Regions from separate parts of the Mus musculus genome. Here region 2 is linked to region 1. Evidence: chromatin contacts called from public promoter capture Hi-C data. All regions are on one chromosome and are shown on one strand. Each heading gives the region's core, a stretch centred on a gene start, on an enhancer-like site or on the middle of the called end of the contact. The rest is flanking DNA. Distances are from core to core; before and after follow the strand shown. Region 1 holds the start of Fhitos (fragile histidine triad gene, opposite strand). Region 2 holds the start of 3830406C13Rik (RIKEN cDNA 3830406C13 gene).

Region 1 (3,034 bases), core at 301-2,800:
TAGGGGAAGAGTTTAGCATGATTTCTATTTAAAACCCCAAATGTCCCTGGAGAACCAGAGATAACCACATAATAAGACAGCATTAGTTATATCTGGAAATGTGTCTTAATGTCAGAATATTTCTCTTTGTTACTCTAGTGCTAGAAAAACCAAGAGAAATGTCAGAGTTTGAACTGGTGCCTGATGGAGGAAAACATTAAGCTTTTCTATGACAGAATGAGAATATATTTGCAATTTCCTAATGTTTTCTTGGTTTGGGTGAAGACATAAAAGACAAATGAAAACCCTGCCTGTCCTTTTGTTTTCCTTACACAGGAAAAACAAAATTATAAAATGATCTGTCTCGTTAACTATCAGGAAGATGGAAGTGAATTTAAAAGACAGTTTTTTCAATACCGGAGTGCTGTAAAGTTCTGATTTCATGACTAGTTCAATTCAATTCACATACACACATGCCCTGTATATGTGTGCTAAAGTAATTTAACAGCCACAAGCAGTGTACAGCATGCTTCCAGTAACTTCTACCATGCCTTGATTCTCTGGCAGATACAAAATCTTGATGGTTAAATTATTTCTGCATTGTCCTAAGAAACTCCCCAGTGTTAATGTGTACACACCACTCCCCTCACCCAATAAATTGCTAAAACTGCAGAGAGAATCTCAAGCAATGGTACTTGAGGCAACTGTTACTAGTTAAAGAGGAAATTCAGAGAGAGAGAGGGGGGGACCGGTTAGGATAGCTGATGGGATTCTCAAAAGGCACGGGGAGGAAGGAGCAGCCGCTGAATAACACAGGTTTTTTAAAGGTAAGTTATCCCTTAGAGCAATTACCAGAATGTGAGAGTTCCCCTCACACCTCTCAACCTTACACTCTGAAAAAGAATCTCTTCTAATGCAAGACTAAGAGAGCCAATTACTTCAGCACCAAGCCACATCCTAAATCCCTGAACTTGGCAGTTAAAGTTTTTTCCCCCCTTAGAAAATGTTCTTCTAGAAATCTTCACTAACAACTCTGACTTTCTACATTTAGACTCTGAAAAGATGAATGAGAACTAAGCAATTATATACCAAAGTAGAGAGGGTACTGAGAAGGGCCTACAGTCTTAGCTCAACCACCAAGGAGCTCTGAGATCTAGTTCATACTTAGAGTAAAAAGCAGCAAGCATAACAATGAACAAATACAGGGCTTTTGGTATGCAGAGGGTTTTCCAGCAGCTGGTTCATTCCTGCACAATAACCTTTCAGAGAGGAATCTCCACCACACCATGTGACAAAATGTGGAGCAATGGGCTATGCACAGATGGCCTGGTCTCCAGTCGAGCTGAGGTCTTGAACCCCATGGGACCCGTGGGTGGTAATTTCCATCTACATGGGATGGTAGGCATTCCCCCATATCTCCTGGACTCCTGTTGAAGTTACCACCCCCAGAACTCCTACAGGAGAAGCTGTGGCTATAGGTCACATACAGAATGCCCCTAGCTTCTGGCCTTCTGGCTAGACTCCTCCTCACAGTTACCTAGCAACAGCAAGATAACAAGACCAGTATAAGAGGGGCTGCTTGGCCCCTCTCCCCTCTCTTAAGCTTCTACTTTCTTCACTCTCTCTCCTTACTTTCTTACTCTCTAAGCTTTTACCTCTCTCTCTAAGCCTTCACCTTTCTTACTCTATAACTCTCTTTCTCTTTCCCTTCCAGCATGGGATGCCAGAGACTGAGAACCTGGTACCGGGGGCTGCCCCTTGTCCACCCCCAGCTGTGTGGGTCAGTGGCTTCACACAGCCAGATGCCCACCCAAGGCACGTGGAAAGCATCCGGCAGTCCTCCCATGTCTGCCTGCCCAAAGCACAGGAACTCTGTTCGGACTCTGGCTATCTCCCTCCCCGCTCTTCCCCTACATCTATGGCCCCACAACAGAACGGCAGGTAAGGAGCATGCTAATCAGCTTTGCCAGGCTGGAACTGAATATCTGTGTCCCCATGAAGGAGTGGCTTATGGCTTTAGAGGCCATGGTCACTTGGCTTTGTTACTCTGGGCCAGTGGCAGTACAGTGTATGTACCACAGTGAAAGTGCATGCTGAAGGATGACAAAGGACAGGCAAGAGGGAGCTTGTGTGCCCATAGCCCTTTCAAGGACCTTCTCTTAACGCCCAAACTTCTTCCAGTTAGACCTCATATCCTGAAGACTCCAGTACAGCCAAACAGAACCATGGGCTGCAGACCAAACTTAAACACATGAATCTTGGGAAGACAGTCTTGACCACAGTTGTTGAGAACAGCTTACCTACATCCACCAACTGAAGAGGTGAGATCAGGATTCCAGCATAAAAACTCCCACCCAGAACCCACCCCTTAGCAACACACTGTGTATACAAGTGTGATAAACCCTGAAGGTGCACTAGAAAGCTACTTCCAGCAACCAGGGTCTACGATTTATGAGGCACAGTAGCAAAATAGAAACATTTCAACATTGGAGCTTTTCCAGGCTCAGGTGGTAGTTTCTTCTCTAAGCCCAGGATAATACTGCAGATATTCCTTGGCTTATGGTGCATGTAGATTCTAGAAAAGTCATCACAAGTTGAAGATAGACATCCTAAGTAGAAAGTGCATTGACTATTCATCCTTAGCTTAGTGACACAGTCCCCTCATGGTCTCATGGCTCATTGGAATTATGCTTACTTCTGTGGCCTAGCTTAGAGAGAATCATGCCCACCTATCACTACCCTAGGAAAAGATCTCTGTGGAGAATTTGAAGCCTGGTTTCCATTGAATACATACTGCTTTTGTACCTTCATCATTAAAAATCACTAAGCCAACATCATCCCAAGTCGGATACCCCCTAGTTATAGAGACAGTGGTCACTAGCCCACTGTGAGAAGGCTTGCTCAATACCAGGCACTATCTAAGCATTTTCTCACATTGACTCATAAGATATTCAATACTATTCTTTGATTCCTATTTTAAAGACAAGGAAACATGGGCAGAATCAACTAATTATTTGACGTAAATCATAAGCTGTCTCTGCCTGTCTTGTCTCTC
Region 2 (3,034 bases), core at 170-2,669, 1.5 Mb after region 1:
AAACAAACAAGAATGCTTTGTGACTATGCAAAGGCTATTTTATTCATGGGAGAGCCCAGAACACAGAACCATTCAAGGGTCTATTTTTAAAGAGGGAGGGTGTGAAGCAGTTTAACAACAGATCTGCCAAGCACAGGTTACAGTGCTTCAAAATCAGGAGAAATTTCACTCATCCAGTTAGAAAATGCACAATAGGAAACCAAAGTCAAAAATATTTTTCTTGATGCTGGAGAGAGATGGATCCAGCAGTTATGAGTTCTGGCTGTTCTTACAGAGGACAAGAGTTCTCATCACAACAATCAAATAAAGAGTCTCAAGGGGATCTAAATCTCTATTCTGCCCTTTGAGGACACCTATATACATTGTAGCATACCATCCCAACACACACACACACACACACTCACACACAAACACATACCAAAATTTAAAGGGAACTTTACAAAACACAAAATGTTCTTTTGTTGTGGAAAAAAAAAATGTGGCTGGGGAAGTGGGAAGTCCCACACTGAGAATGAAATAATACCTCTATTGAGAGAGTAGCATTATAAGATAGGAAGAGCCAAGTATCATAGTCCATGCCTTTACTCCCAGGACCAGAGGCAGAGAGGCAGAGAGGGGGAGAGGCAGAGAGGCAGAGAGGCAGAGAGGCAGAGGTATGTCCTGTGATTTAAAGGACTAGCCAGGTCTACATAGTGAGACCTTGCCCTAGAAGTAAAGAAGTGAAGATACCTAAGTGTGTAGAAAAGAGGCTTTCAAAATAAAGGACACACTGAGTTCAAAGTGTCTAAATTCGGTGCTACATTTAATGTAGGTAACCTAGGAGGAAAAACTCACTTAAATGTGTTCTGTTTACCCTTTACCAGCTGTGCAACTCTTAGTTAAGACTTTATCACTCTTCCATATCTCTATCTATAAGCAAAGAATAAACAGAACTACTCGCTCACAAAGTTATTTCAAGGAATAAAATGAAGCGTAAGGGTACACTTCTGCACATGGGAGGAGTGCTGTGGGCTAAACAACACAAGGCTGTGAACTTGCTGTGTTGATCTGTGTGCGACCTAGAGGCTGCTCTGCAGGCCTCGGATGAACAAACTTAATGACAAGTCTTTGGATAGTCCCCACAACACTCACGCCTTCCCCCCCCCCCCCCCCCACTGGAACATTCCAAAGGAGGAATATGTTACAGGGAGGAAGCCAACTGTACTCCCCGAAGACTTTATAACATATGCAGAGACCACTTTTTAAAAGCTTGAGCTATCACCACATCTTCTTCCAGGTTTCTAAGGCCCCTTTTGGGGAATCTTCCACAGTCTCATCTCCCTGAGGTGCTCGAACCCGCGCCAGAGCCAAGCCAAGCCAAGTAGCTGGGACTCTGACTGACGTCAGGAGCGTAAAGTACGCAAACATGGCTGCCTGACCACGCCCAGGTCTTGCGCAGGCGTCGTCCATGGCGCGTTCCCGGAAGAGCTCAGAGGTGGGCGCAGTGTGGTCACAGCCCGTAGCCCCTGAGGCAAGGGGGGGATGAGGAGGAAGCTAATGAGGGGAGCCAGGTGACCAGAAAGGTTTTCCAGAGTTTTCTGGGACGAAAGGCGGGACTTGGGGTGGCCGTTGGGCGCTTCCTCGCTTCAAAAGGCAGAGTTTTTCTTGAACTGCTCCCGAAGGAGAGGAAGAGAGGCGGCAGGAGTGGCTTTCCAGGGGCGCCTGGACGCTGCCCTGGTCGGCTGCAAACCTCGCCGGGAGGAAGGCGAGGAAGCCGGGCGTGAGGTGGGCCCTGGGCGGAGAAGGAGCCTGCTGAAGGGCCGGGCAGGCCCCTGTGCAGTGTGCGGAGCACCCAGAGCTCGGGCGTCCGGTCGCCATCCGATCCTGAGCGAGCGGCGTTTAATTTCAGAAAGTTTAGGGAAGTCTCCTTCACGGAATGTCAGTGTTGGATGTGTCTCCCTTTGGTGGGGCACCTTTAGCTTGTGTGCTCAGCCTAGCGCGTTCAGAGCACGTCATTAGCCCACCATCTATACTTGTGCAAGTACTTTAGCCAAGGGGAGTGGTGCCTGGTGTAGTGTGCCATAGGAAGTCTCCAAACGCGAGTGCTGACTTGCTAGAACGCGGCGGGCAGACTTAATCGACTTTTTCCTAAGTTACACATGTAAAAATACTTCCCCTGTTTGGAAGGGTCATGGTAGCACTGAGCAGTCTTCCGCTAAAGGCAAGACCATGAGTTCCCAGTTGGTCCTCAGACGTGTTTGCCTTTCTGTCTATGAGTGTGTGTTGAATTTTTAGGTTTTTTTTTTTCTTTCTGTTAAAATGTCCATTAGTCTTAGTGCCGGCTGTTTGTTTGTTGAAATTCTGTTTAAGATTAGAGCTTGGGTGGAGGTAGCAGATATGAAGCGTCTTGAGTTTACCTGATCCATGGTGTTTTGAGTGAATTTGACAAATGCAAAAAAAAAAAAAAAAATTAATAAAAATGTGCTTGAGTGCATTCTTTCACATTACACATAAAATTGTCAGTTTTCTCTTTTGAGAGAATTAATGTATTGTTTCAGTACTAAAACCAAATCGCACAGTTGAACACATGGGTAAAGATAACTAAATGTTTTTATTATTTAGCAGAAAACTTATAGCCCAGCTTTGATTAAAGATGGCTTCCTTGTTTACTCAAGAAATTCACCTTTCTAAAAGACATGAAGAAATGTAAGTTTTTGAAAAAGATACTTCAAATACAGAGTGTATGTTACCTTTATTAGTGAAACATGCACAGGAAGACAAAAATGTGAAAGTATCATTTTCTGACAGGACATTTTATTGTAGATAACTTCATTGTCTCTTAAGAATGAGAGTAAACGACACAATTATGTTCTAAACATCCACATAGCTATTTATTTTTATATATTAATATCAAAATGTTCCCTTCCTTCACCCTTTCTAAAGTTCAAATTAGATTTTAATAGAAACTTTGTGGTTGTAAGGGTTCTGAGACAGGGTCTCCTGTAACCCAGACTGGTTTTGAACGTTCTTCACAACTAAAACTGTTCTTGAACCC

What was found. Promoter capture Hi-C pulls out the DNA fragments that hold promoters and counts their contacts.
Region 2: a contact with region 1 is called in a promoter capture Hi-C map of embryonic stem cells, with 4 times the contacts expected there. The contact joins the promoter of 3830406C13Rik here to the promoter of Fhitos in region 1. A contact is called at or near these places in 2 of 39 promoter capture datasets (embryonic stem cells and liver).

Annotation. Positions count from the first base shown.
Region 1 is chr14:10,737,003-10,740,036 of GRCm38.p6, forward strand. Fhitos (fragile histidine triad gene, opposite strand) reads left to right here and starts at 1,551. Exons shown (of 4, transcript NR_131139.1): 1 at 1,551-1,920. It also overlaps a transcript of Fhit not described here.
Region 2 is chr14:12,282,784-12,285,817 of GRCm38.p6, forward strand. It overlaps 3830406C13Rik (RIKEN cDNA 3830406C13 gene), which reads left to right and starts at 1,420. Exons shown (of 5, transcript NM_178141.3): 1 at 1,420-1,474; 2 at 2,602-2,685. The coding sequence starts at 2,633.